Linked DNA regions of Danio rerio: regions 1, 3 and 4 are each linked to region 2. A link is a contact called in public HiCAR-type and HiChIP or PLAC-seq data. All regions are on one chromosome and are shown on one strand. Each heading gives the region's core, a stretch centred on a gene start, on an enhancer-like site or on the middle of the called end of the contact. The rest is flanking DNA. Distances are from core to core; before and after follow the strand shown. Region 1 holds the start of gng3 (guanine nucleotide binding protein (G protein), gamma 3). Region 2 holds the start of fkbp2 (FKBP prolyl isomerase 2). Region 3 holds the start of pcxa (pyruvate carboxylase a). Region 4 holds the start of banf1 (barrier to autointegration nuclear assembly factor 1).

What was found. HiCAR-type assays count read pairs that join an accessible place to other places. HiChIP or PLAC-seq counts read pairs in DNA pulled down with a chosen protein or histone mark.
Region 1: a HiCAR-type map of caudal fin shows a contact between it and region 2, with 5 times the contacts expected there. The contact joins the promoter of gng3 here to the promoter of fkbp2 in region 2.
Region 3: a contact with region 2 is called in an H3K4me3 HiChIP or PLAC-seq map of gastrula embryo, with 4 times the contacts expected there. The contact joins the promoter of pcxa here to the promoter of fkbp2 in region 2. A contact is called at or near these places in 3 of 4 datasets of contacts at active chromatin or transcription factors (caudal fin, embryo and gastrula embryo).
Region 4: a contact with region 2 is called in a HiCAR-type map of caudal fin, with 3 times the contacts expected there. The contact joins the promoter of banf1 here to the promoter of fkbp2 in region 2. A contact is called at or near these places in 3 of 18 Hi-C or Micro-C datasets (caudal fin, embryo and hematopoietic stem cells) and 1 of 4 datasets of contacts at active chromatin or transcription factors (caudal fin).

The regions. Positions count from the first base shown.
Region 1 is chr21:29,770,380-29,773,539 of GRCz12tu, forward strand. gng3 (guanine nucleotide binding protein (G protein), gamma 3) reads left to right here and starts at 1,329. Exons shown (of 3, transcript NM_131841.2): 1 at 1,329-1,408.
Region 2 is chr21:30,060,910-30,063,721 of GRCz12tu, forward strand. fkbp2 (FKBP prolyl isomerase 2) reads left to right here and starts at 1,277. Exons shown (of 6, transcript NM_001004677.2): 1 at 1,277-1,374; 2 at 1,778-1,940; 3 at 2,024-2,136. The coding sequence starts at 1,782.
Region 3 is chr21:29,804,164-29,807,318 of GRCz12tu, forward strand. It overlaps pcxa (pyruvate carboxylase a), which reads left to right and starts at 1,781. Exons shown (of 21, transcript NM_001328356.1): 1 at 1,781-2,086. It overlaps calm3b (calmodulin 3b (phosphorylase kinase, delta)), which reads left to right. Exons shown (of 6, transcript NM_199570.1): 6 at 1-509.
Region 4 is chr21:29,787,961-29,790,950 of GRCz12tu, forward strand. It overlaps banf1 (barrier to autointegration nuclear assembly factor 1), which reads right to left and starts at 1,334. Exons shown (of 3, transcript NM_205562.1): 1 at 1,271-1,334; 2 at 271-449. The coding sequence starts at 396.

The DNA of each region.
Region 1 (3,160 bases), core at 79-2,578, 290 kb before region 2:
TAGTAATAATTACAAAAGATTCTAATAAATAAGTGCTAGTACCCAATAAATAAGAAATCAATTCAAGTATGAGTGTCCATAAAATAGATGGGCTATACCAAAACAATTAGTTAAAAGTTTATAGCGACTAGTATCCCTGCTGAAAAACCCAGCTTAAACCAGCCTAGGATGGTTGGCTGGTTTTAGCTGGTCGACCAGCCTGGTTTCAGAGGGGTTTTGGCCACTTTTAGGCTGGTTTCCAGCCATTTCCAGCCTGGTCTTAGCTTGTCAGACTGGAAAGTAACCAGCTAAAACCATCTAAAACCAGCTTGACCATCCTGGCTTAAGCTGGACTTAGCTGGTTTGGGCTGGGCTCCAAGCCTGGCTAGGCTGGTCAAGCTGGTTTTAGGTGGTCATCTCCCAGCCTGTTCAGTTAAAACCAAGCTGGAAATGGCTGGAAACCAGCCTGGAAGTGGCCAAAACCCCTCTAAAACCAAACTGGTCGACCAGCTAAAACCAGCCAACCATCCTAGGCTGGTTTAAGCTGGAATGTTCAGCAGGAAAGCCACTATTAAAATTACAGCAAGTATCTAATTAATAAGAACTGTACTAGTGTCTATTAACTACCAGTATCTAATGAATAAGTAGCACTTAATAAGGAAAAGTATTTAACAAAAAAGCAGCAATACCTAAAGAATAAGCACTAGAGGCTAAGATTTTTTGTTTTTTGTTTAGAAAAGATATTTTAATAAATAAATAAATAAATAAGCATTGGTTTATCATGAAGACATATATTAGTGTGTTTCATAGACTGAATGTTCATTCGGTCTGCCATAGTGGGGTATAAGATCTTCACCAAAGTGGGAGAGACCACTGAGTCAAAATGGAGCATCAGTGCAAGACAAAGAGGCTGAGACTGCAGCAGTTCCCATGGTAACAGACCAGAGAGGGAAGGCTCACTTATTCAGGAGCTTCAGCAGCATCACCACCAACAAACAAAATACATGTTCACTCCTATCAAATTTATTCTTTTAATTCTTGACAATCTGAACACATCTTGTGAGATTTTAGCTCTTAAAACGCTGGCTTTCTTCAATACATTTCCCTCCCCATTCGTCCCCCCTCTCCCGTCATAAACATGGTATGATCCACCGCGCAGAATAAATCAATTCCATTAGCGGCCCCTCCCCCCTCTCGGCACATTCCACTGTCTGCACAGGGGGGATTTGTGTGCACCGAGAGACTGGTGTTCATTGTAGCAGAATTGCAGTGCACTGGACTGTACAGAACTGGGTAGCATCCACACTGTGTATGAGGGTGCGGTCCGGCTACACTGAAAGCAACAACACAGACAGATAGAGAGAGAGAGAGAGAAGGGATAAGAAAGAAGAGGAGGGAGAGATATCACCACAAGTGGAATACAGCAAGGGTAAGAAATGGGATAAAAAGGATTTTAAAAGGGCCGGAATCATAAAACAGACGAATACAGCTCTCTGGGCTTTTTAAAAATGCTTCTTGCTCTCCATTTTCCCTTAATTCATCTTGATGTTCATTTATTTGAAATGTATTGCTTTAATATTAAGATGATCAGTTTATTTGATTGCAGCTGTATTAATATTCATGTTCTTATTTAAGGATGTAGTCCTATTGATGATTATGGAGATCTGTGAAGCTGTGATTGTCATTTGTGTATCTGGCCTAGTTTTTTTTCTCTCTCTTTTTTGCTGGCTGCAACACGTGATTTTCATGTCTATATATGCCTAAATGTTGACATTAATAGAGATAATATTTAAAAATTAATTATTTTTTCATTCAGATATTGTGGTATATTCTGTGTAGTGCTGATTAGATCCTAGCAAACATATTTTCTATAATGAAAATGGGGCCGGCATGCTCCAATACTTTGCTGAAATCTTATCCAGATTCATTAATGCTGCTAATATTTGTTGTATATTGATATTCGTATGATTACGAATGATTCCAAATCTATATATGCGATGGTTTCTGACGATCTTCATCTGGAAATGAAGGGTTTCAGCAAGGTGAAATGCGTTACTATCAGATCATTGCGATCTAAGTTGAGGTTTTGGTTTTCTAGGGCAGCAGCTTTTAGCAAATCTGTAGTAAATGATACCAAGAAGGAGGAAAGACAGGAAGTAAAGCAGAGGGGTTGAGAGTCCTGAACCACAGGATGATGCTTCCATTAGAGACTGTGTGCATTATAAACAGAATCAGGAGCACTTTACAGATGCTTTGTCTGCATTAGTTAACGTAAACTTAATTATTTATTGAGGTTTGTTCACAATATAGATGATGATTGGTAGGGTATAGTCATAACCATAAAGATCTAGTTTTTAAAATCATTCTTGTTTTGGAATAGCACATCACAGCTATTACAATAATCAGCTACTTCCATATGAAAGGCAGTCTGGGCAAAAGATTAAGAGATAAAAAACGCACATGCACAGTTTGTTTAATCTAAAGTGCCAATTTTTAATTTCTTTAGTAGTTGGGTACAGTTTGACCATGTTAACGAGGCCATTTTTACAGAAGGGGATGTACATTAATGCTCTTCAATGATTAATCGTGATTATCGCATACAAAATAAAAGTTTGCATTCATATAATAATTTTGTGTGTACTGTGTGGGACTGCACGATATTGGAAAAATCTGACATTGCAATATTTTATTTTTCTGCTATATATATTGCGATGATGGTTTGAGTAGCTCTTTTTGGAATTAAATCTTTAATTTAGATTGATCAGGATAATTTTGTAGCAGAGTGAATCAAACTTAAAAACTCAAGCATAAACAAGGTAGAGCAAAGATAAAAAAATTAATAATAAGCAGTGCTTTTTGGGTTTCTGGAAGGTCAAACAGTAGTCAGATATTCAGGTGGAGTAATTGAATATTCAAATGTAATGCAAAATAACACTGTTCAATCTTTATTGCTGATAATCTATAATCCTGCAATGTGACTACTGAGAATGGACACATTGTGATTTTAATGCTGAAGCGATATATTGTGCAGCCCAAGTACTGTGCGTATTTATTTGTAATATTTATTACGCACATGCATGTAAATTTGCATTTACATGTAAAGAAAAGTTTATTTATATTCATATAACAAAATATCTGTAAATATTTTGAAACTATAACTATATATATTTGAGAAGCATTT
Region 2 (2,812 bases), core at 27-2,526:
ACATTTTTTGAAAAAGCCTCTTTATGGATGTGACATCTCTCTGTTATGGATGTGACAGATGTGAATTTGGCAATTGTGTGACTTTGGTAAATCAAATATAATTGTTTGAGAATATTGACTGAGACATTTTTGAGTGTACTGTAAAATACAAGCCTAAGCAAACAGTGGAAAGGGTATTAAACATTTTTTTCTCATGGGAACTTTGACATTTGCATAAATTGCTCATAAGCTGAAAACATGGCACTTATATATCAAGTTATATATACTTATAAGTACTTATATATACTTAATTTTACATTTTAAAAGAACATCATCAGTAGTTTACAGTATAAGACAAAAAAGTGCTATGCTTAAACATAAATACATCTGATCCGTTTTCAAAACTATTTTTCACATGGTATTATAAAACGTGACTTGGTTTAGTTTTTTGGTTTGTTTTTGTATTTAGCATGCAATTTGTGGTTGTGTGAATTAGTGAACCTTTATACAAACTTTTAAAAAATAGTTTTTATGTTTTGTCATATTTAATGCATCAGGTATTTATGACAATTTTGGTGATATAATAATGAGATAACAACAAGGGAAGGAAAATGTATTTATATGTACAAATTTACACAAATTATGCAATATCCAATTATACTGGCTAATTTGTCGTATTGGCTGTTATCGCATAATACTATAATATATGTCACAATATAATAATAGTTAGGAAAATGATATCTACATACCCAGTATTGTGACAATACCTCTGTATTTTTCACTGTGGAAGTGAAAACATAAGGCTATACAGTAATGTAATACAATAAGTTACATTGACGACTGAGTTATAAATTATGAATGATGTAAAAGAAAGCGTTTCTCAAAGAGTTTTTCCTTTGTAAAACAAGATAATTCTATCAGTTTTATCTAACATTGTATAAGAATAGTCTGGCTCTGATTGTTGATGAAGACTGGACACAAAAAATCACTTGCCTTAATGTTTGGCCTCAGTTTAGCTGTTGAACGACAAAAATAAGTCAGACATTCGTGAGTATATGGCGCCCTCGTGTGTCTCTGTTTTAGATCAGTGGTGCTGTAGCACCAAACAAAATAAAAGTCACAATCTACCACGCCAGTATTTACTCAAAGCTATAATAATATAATATGACAGCTTTTCCTATGAGTGTAGATTTGTTCATTATTATATACTTATTCGAGATTTACATGTTTCAAAATACATGTAGTTTTTTTTATTTAATTTTATAATCAACTTAAACATTGACTGAAATTTTGAAACCTAGTAGGAAGGCAGGCCTGCTGCTGACGTGACGTCACTTCCTAATGACCGAATCATTCTGAGATTCAGGAGGAACAAGAATATTATTCTTAAAACAGGTAACTGCATTTTAATCTCTCTGTTATTCGCTGCAATAGATAAATATTCCATGTAATTTTAAAATGCGACCGAATCATCAAAACACTGCTGTAATGTTAAGCGAAAAATCCCAATCAGCATGCTTGAATACAAAACCAAAGCCTTCATCCAATTAACTTCCTCTTAAATAAATCCAACACACCACAAAACTGAATAATAATGGACGCGTTTTGCTACTTAAAATGCACCTTATAGAATCACTTATGCTAATGAATTGTCATGTTGCTGATAATATAACCATTTACTATATTAATTTAAATGATAACGTGTACTTATGTGTAGAGACCCTGCGCATGCGTAGAAATCTACGTTATTTAGTAGCTTTCCACGACTAATTTCTGCCATTTCTGTTTGTTTTAACAGCGCCATGAGGCTGAATTTGCTATTAGCGGTCACTCTGGTGTCCATCCCCATGGCACTTGTGCAGGGAGCCGAAAAGAAGAAGCTACAGATTGGAATCAAGAAAAGAGTGGACAACTGCCCCATTAAGTCTCGAAAGGGAGACGTGTTGAACATGCACTACACTGTATGTGTTTGACTGCTCTCACCAAAGTATTATTCATGCCAGAAATGTCTTGTGTTACCTTTTTGTTTTGTTTTTATCTGCAGGGTAAACTGGAGGATGGGACAGAGTTTGACAGCAGTATACCGAGGAATCAGCCGTTCACCTTCACTCTTGGCACAGGACAAGTCATCAAGGGCTGGGATCAGGGTTTGTTGGGGTGAGCAGCGGCATTACTGCATTCACACATAAGCTCAGATTATTTTTCACATGTTAGTCTGAATTAGGATTTAAAGAGATGAACCCTACACTAAGAAGAGGAATTAGCAGATTAGATTTAAGATGGTGTGCAGATATATTAGCATTCATTGATGGTCTGCAAACAGGGTGTGAATTATACATTGACGATCGGGGGGGCCTCAGTGAACCCAATTTATATATTTAATTGAATTACATCTAATTTATTAATCAAACTTGTTATTATGTTTTCAGTGCTTTAAGGGATATTTATTGGTTCTCTGTGACATTTGTGATTTTAAATTAATGGTGACAGGCTTTCCTGCAGCAAGTGGATGACCGTGGGAGACTGCACATATATTTTATTTTACTGTTTAAATTCCATGTGCGAGGCAGTGTGTAATAAAATACAACATATGCATCTAGTTTTACAGATGCCTACAAGCGCCTTATTTAAAGCAACATGTTTTGTGACCAGTTATGCTGTCTGTTGGTGTTCTAGATTTGCTGGTTTTCAACCAATTAATTAATATTTTTGTTGCAAACACACACACACTCACAATGGTATGAACCATTATACGGGTGGTGAAATGTACTGAAGTCATCTATTATTTTATATATTAATATGATTTAAGACAGATCAGAGCAAACTATTTCTT
Region 3 (3,155 bases), core at 531-3,030, 260 kb before region 2:
GCTGATTCTTCCTGCAGGCTGGTCGATATATTTGTATTCATCAAAAGCACCTGCGTCGTATGATCTTTTCAGAATAATTTATCATGGAAACAGCGGCATGTTCTCCTCTTCCATTGGTCTTGTAGTCGTGCTCCATGCACAGTGGCTCCAGATAGACTGTCTGCCATGAAACCTGCAAATGCAGGCGCTTTGAATGAAATCCAATTTCTTTTCTTCTTTTTTTGTAACTGTATAAACCAAGGTTAAACAAACAGCGCTTGATGGTAGAATCACATACATTATGGTGGTAGTATTGCATCTTCTGCCCCAGTTTTAATTTATTCTGCTGTTGTTGTTTTTTATTACCTTTATATGTTCTTTTTTTCTGAGAAGTTTACTGTCTGGTTCTTTTTTTTCCTCTCTCTTCCTCTGCCCATACGGTAATATAGTTAAAAAATGAAATGTTATGCATTCCATTGCAGAACTCTGGTTTTCTTGCTAAATAAACGTCTTGGACCTCTGTTTCTAAATTACCTCTTTTTGTTCATAACACTGTTGCCTATATAACTGTAAACCTGCATGGGCTTATTAAACAATAGTGTAAGAGAGACAGAAAAGTGCTTTTAATGCAAATCTATTGTGTTTATTGTCATTTGTTTACACAAATCTACATTCAGTTTTTTGAATTTCTGAATGGCATGAAAAGAAAGGATTCACCACTTGGATTATTTGCAATTCTTTTAAATGAACTTCACACACTTCATTGCAATTCAGTACGACCATGTTGGAAACTAATCAGAAATCAGTTTATTCTTGTACAAACATTTGGTACTGTGCTCATTTTTTTGGGAAACTCATACAAGACATTTAATTAGGATTTTTAAAATTTTAGAGAACAGTTTTGAGTACATATTGTGGGAAAAAGAATTAAATATAAAAGTATTACATTTCTATGAACTTACAATTATTTAATTTTAACTTAACTTTGAAAAGAGACCAAAAATAATTGCTTAAAAGCATTCAATTAAGCTCAAAAAGTACTTAACGTCATAATATAAATTTTGCTCTATATGATTAGATAGGTAACACTTTACAATAAGGTTCCTTAGTTAATGCATTTACTAACATGAACTAATCATGAACAACACATGTACAGCATTTATTAATCATAATTAAACATTTACTAATGCATTATTAACATCCAAGTCCGTGCTTGTTAACATTAGTTAACGCACCATGAGTTAACATGAACTAACAATGAACTACTGTATTTTCATTAACTAACGTTAACTAACATGAATAAATACAGTAGTAGATGTATTGTTCATTGTTTGTTCACCTTAGTAAATGCATTAATTAACATTAACTAATGAACCTTATTGTAAAGTGTGACCATTAGATAAAACGAAATAAAATGTGTTATTTTAAGTAAAATGTAGATAAAATGTATTTTTGCCACATGAACCACATTAAAAGGTTAATGTTACACGTTGCAAACCAAAAACAAATTTAAAAGAAAATTAAATTTGAGAGGTGTAAACTTAAAAACGTGTGCTGTTATTTATATCATGCATTTGTAGTGTTTTCCTCGTCTAGAAACTACAACTCCCAAGTTTCCTCAAACGTCCAATAGCAGTACCTATACAAAGCTCTTGATGACTGACGTGACGCAGAGCGAATAAGGCACTGCCTATTTCATCCCCAACCAATCATATAAATGACAAGTGAGTGGTGGGCGGGAAAGGCAGATTCGCAAAACACACCAATAGTTTGGCAGCATACAGATGGGTGGATTATTGATTCTAGAAAACATTTGCAACGGGCCAAATACTAAATAGTGTGATGAAGTGATTTAGGCAGAACAAGCCAACTCAGACGACCTGAACGCGACATTGGTAATAATTTAGGAAATCTGCACCATTCGGCTGCGACAGACATACTGACAGGAGATGTAAATGAGCGAATTCGGGCCAGGCGCATAGTTACTTCACTAAGCATCCACGCTAGTTGCGTACACTCGATATTCACCGACTTTACGCACAGGGGTTTGTACGTCTTCACGCTCCTTCTGGAGGAACTTGAGCTGCTGTGAGACAAGAAAAAGAAGGTAAGGCTGCATTCGCACATGATATGTGTTCATAATATTAAATGACAGTCGTTTTTTTTGTCTTAAACCACGTTATATCTCATGCACGGTGTGGATATGATGCTTATGAACACAAGCTGCAGGATGTAACTCGCTCACAACTACGTTGCTTTTTCCCCAATGAACAAACAGTCGTGGCTTCTGCAGTAAACATTTATGAAACGGGTTAGATTAGTTTGTTTTTGAAGACGTGCAGCATGCGACCAAAGTGCGCTGGACTCTCGTGCTTTCCTCTGTTTGCCAAGCCATGTGCCAAATGAATGAAGCAAACTGGACAAGCTGATCGGCTTGCCTCACATGATTGCCCTATAAACTATTTACTGCTACATAACTAAACAAACTCTTCGTGGCTTCACGCACGTTTGAAGAGTGCAGAATAGTTGACACTAACCACAGGAAAGAGCTCTTCATTGCGCAGCAAGTTGAGGTTCTCTTTCGGGTTGGCAGCTGTCCTCCGCAATTCAGCATTCATCTGTTCAGTCCGAGCATGACAGTAGAGTCTGAAGTGTCTGTGATCTCCAAAATCTTTCTTTAAATAGAACCGTTCACTTTTACTTTAAGACATTATGTGTTCTGCTTAATCAGGAAGTTGTCTAGTCACAGTTCAATAATGAACCCAGTGTTTTTGCTTGTATAGTATACAAAACTTTTTAATTCGAATAGTGCTTTTTTTATATGGGTTGACATGTGTCAGGAAAGTTGGTATGTCACTAAATAGAATTTTGTTTTCTTTTTGGTTCTTATCGGTTAAACTTTTATTTTAGCATTTTAATAAATATTATAGAAACGTGTATATTTTGAGTTTAGAGTTGACCCCCATCTCTAATCAAACACTTGCACAAATATAACCTATAGCCAGTGGTGGAAAGAGTACTGAAAAATCATACTCGTGTAAAAGTACCATTACTTGCCCAAAAATTATAGTTCCATAATGTAAAATATCTATTATAAATATTACTCAAAGTCTGAGTAAAAAGTACTCCTTAGTAGTGAGTATTACGCTGTTAAAGGCTCATCTCCTTAAACTTTT
Region 4 (2,990 bases), core at 84-2,583, 270 kb before region 2:
CAGCCACAATGACTTCTGGGACTTCGAGTGAGTTTTGTGCTCAAGTACGCATCAATCCATCCTCAAAATCAAGAACGCATCTGGGAACTTTCACGCGTCCTCCGTTATTGCGATCTTAAGTTGTAGCACTGAACTTTGTCAGTTAAAGATGACGTTACGCAAGATTGCTGAAGAAGGCATATTGAGAAACAGCCATATTGTGTTTTCTTAACTTGAAGCATGTTTGAGCTGTCAGAAAGTGTACGCATGAAACATTCTGATAGATTTTACCTTGTCAAAGCCCTTCTCTTCCAATCTCTTTCCAAGAACTTCACCGATTCCTGCGAGTGCCATCACTGACTTCTCGCCCATGGGCTCTGCCACAAAGTCCTTGTGTTTCTGTGATGTCGACGACATTGTTGATTCAGATTAGAGAGGGCTGAGGGACTCAAGATGACTTTCTTCAATGACTTAAAAAAGAGAGAAAATAAATATAAGTTGGATATGAATTAATACAACCTAAAATTATACATATAAATAAAAAGAAATCTATTAAGTCCAAACTTTGTTACTTTTTGTAAAAACGTTCAATGTGAACATTACCTGAACTGTACATTATACAGATTGCAAACTTTATTAGAAAGGCTGTTTCGGTAATGAGGTGTTTATGCATAATTTGTAAAATGAATGTGAAAGTGAAAATGTTTTCATTTTTCTTGAAACCCATTTGGAGATGTTGTTGTAAAATAGGTAATATGATTGCAACGTTGGTTTTGGAGACTTTCTGTCAGTGAATGGACACGTCTTCTTTCAGAATGATTTAATCAACTGGACATATTAATTATTAACGTTTTTTTTGTCATTTCCTTCAAATATTGTGAAGCTTAAAATACTTTAGTTGTAAATGAGTGAGTTTGGCCTATGTTTAACCCCATGTTTACAGCCGTGTGCAAGAAGGACCGTGTTTAGAAACGCTGCCGGACACTCAATATTGAAAGTGAAGGTAAGTTTCTGGACTAATGTGGAAATGAAAGTGAAATTTGTGATGTTCACAAACCACAAAATCGGCAAAGACGTCTGATTAATAAACTTCTTTTAAAAATAATCAATTTGCGCGCGAAAGTGAAGTTTTCCTCATTTCCACGAGTTTCTGAGGTCCCGCCTCATTTCTTCGCGTTCAGCGCTACACAACGACACGTTCCTCATTCAACAATGACAAACAACATAAATGACAACAATATAAACACTACTCCTATACACACACAATGATGTACCATCACACCTACCATACCTAGACAGTATCATGGAGAAATTTCAATCCTCATCCACACAGACACCGTGCCGTTCACAGTCTGAGTGCGCCCAAAATAACTCACACAGAGCGGCGCTTCCTGATCCCGCCTTTAGACAGAACACCACCACTTCCGCCACAATCATGGCGCTCTTCACAGAGCTGCTGGCCCCTGCTGGATTCAGCTGCTTGGTGAGTTTTATTATGTGTCATAACAGAGTTAATATACAGAATAAGAGAATAATAATTACAGATTTTCTCAATTGCTTTGGCACATTTTTTTCGAAACAGTCTTAACACTTTCTAAACTCTGAGTGTCAGAACATCCAAACAAATGTCAAAACAGTTTGATGTAACTTAAGAACTTTATTGCATGTATTGAAAAATTTCTCAAAACATTTATTTAATACTTATATATTGTATATGCATATAGACTCTCAATATATAGGCTAGGCTAGATGCTCAAATACAGTGGTACATAATGCCACATACACATTATTTTTCTTGACTCTTTTCTTGACTCATTATTTAAAAGATTATGCATTTATAATAGGGCTATAATCCAAGGCAAACCCAGGTCGACCCCAGATGGGCAAACCCAGGTGGACAATACCAGGTGGGCCCTACATGGGCATTCTTGGTGGACATCCTGTCGCATCGTGTCGCTCTTGGTTCATTCTGCTTTGGTGACCCCAGATGAATAAAGGGACTAAGCCGAAAAGAAAATGAATGAATGAACCTACACCGCGTGTTTTTGGACTGTGGGAAAACCGGAGCACCTGCAGGAAACCCATGCGAACATGGGGAGAACATGCAAACTCTATGTGGAGTGAAAATCTAATAATGATCATGAAGAACATTTATTTAGAATCATGAAGCAATGACTAACTCTCCCTTTCAGAGCTTCAGTCCAAGAACTGATGGTATGACACTGAATGCCCAGCCGGGACTCGAACTAGCAACCTTTTTGCTGTGAGCCAACAGTACTAACCACTGAGCCACCGTGTCGTCCCCCATTACAGATGTTTATTTCACAAATCTTACAGTTCAAGACAATCAATTTTTTAAGTTGCTAAATTCATTATTTTACATTTTTAAATATTTTTGCTAACCACAAAACTTCAAGCAACCTTTTAAATTAATAACGTAAATATTTTTTTAATCCTGTATCTCTATTTTTATTTAATAATTCTGTTTAGTTGGTTTAAAGCAGAGCTCTCCAAACGTTTTCAAATAAAGGGCCAAAATTCATGCTTGATTGAGAGCTGTGGGCCGAAAGTAAAAAGAGCAAACTGTATTACATTAAAGTTATCATGAGTAGTTCCTCATTTATTTCATTTAATATGACAAAAAAATAAATAAAAAAATTACTTCAACCATATTCACTAATACTTATTTTTTTGAAAATGTATAATAATTCAACAAACTTATTAAAATAAAACCATAAAAAATTAAATTTTCAATGCCAAATAGACAAGTCATGCTGAACCTGCCTTTGCCTTGATCTGCGTGCTGATTTCTTCTGATGTGTCCCCTATTCGTTAAGTGACAGTATGTACATTTTTAAAATAAATCTGATTAATTAACATTTATTTGAAACATTTAATTTCAGGTTGCTTTTTGTAGGTCACGAATAAAACAAACAAACAAAAAGTTACATTAATGGAAAATCTCTGTTAAAGACATTCCCCAACCCTTCCCATTCATTTTCTCTCAGGCG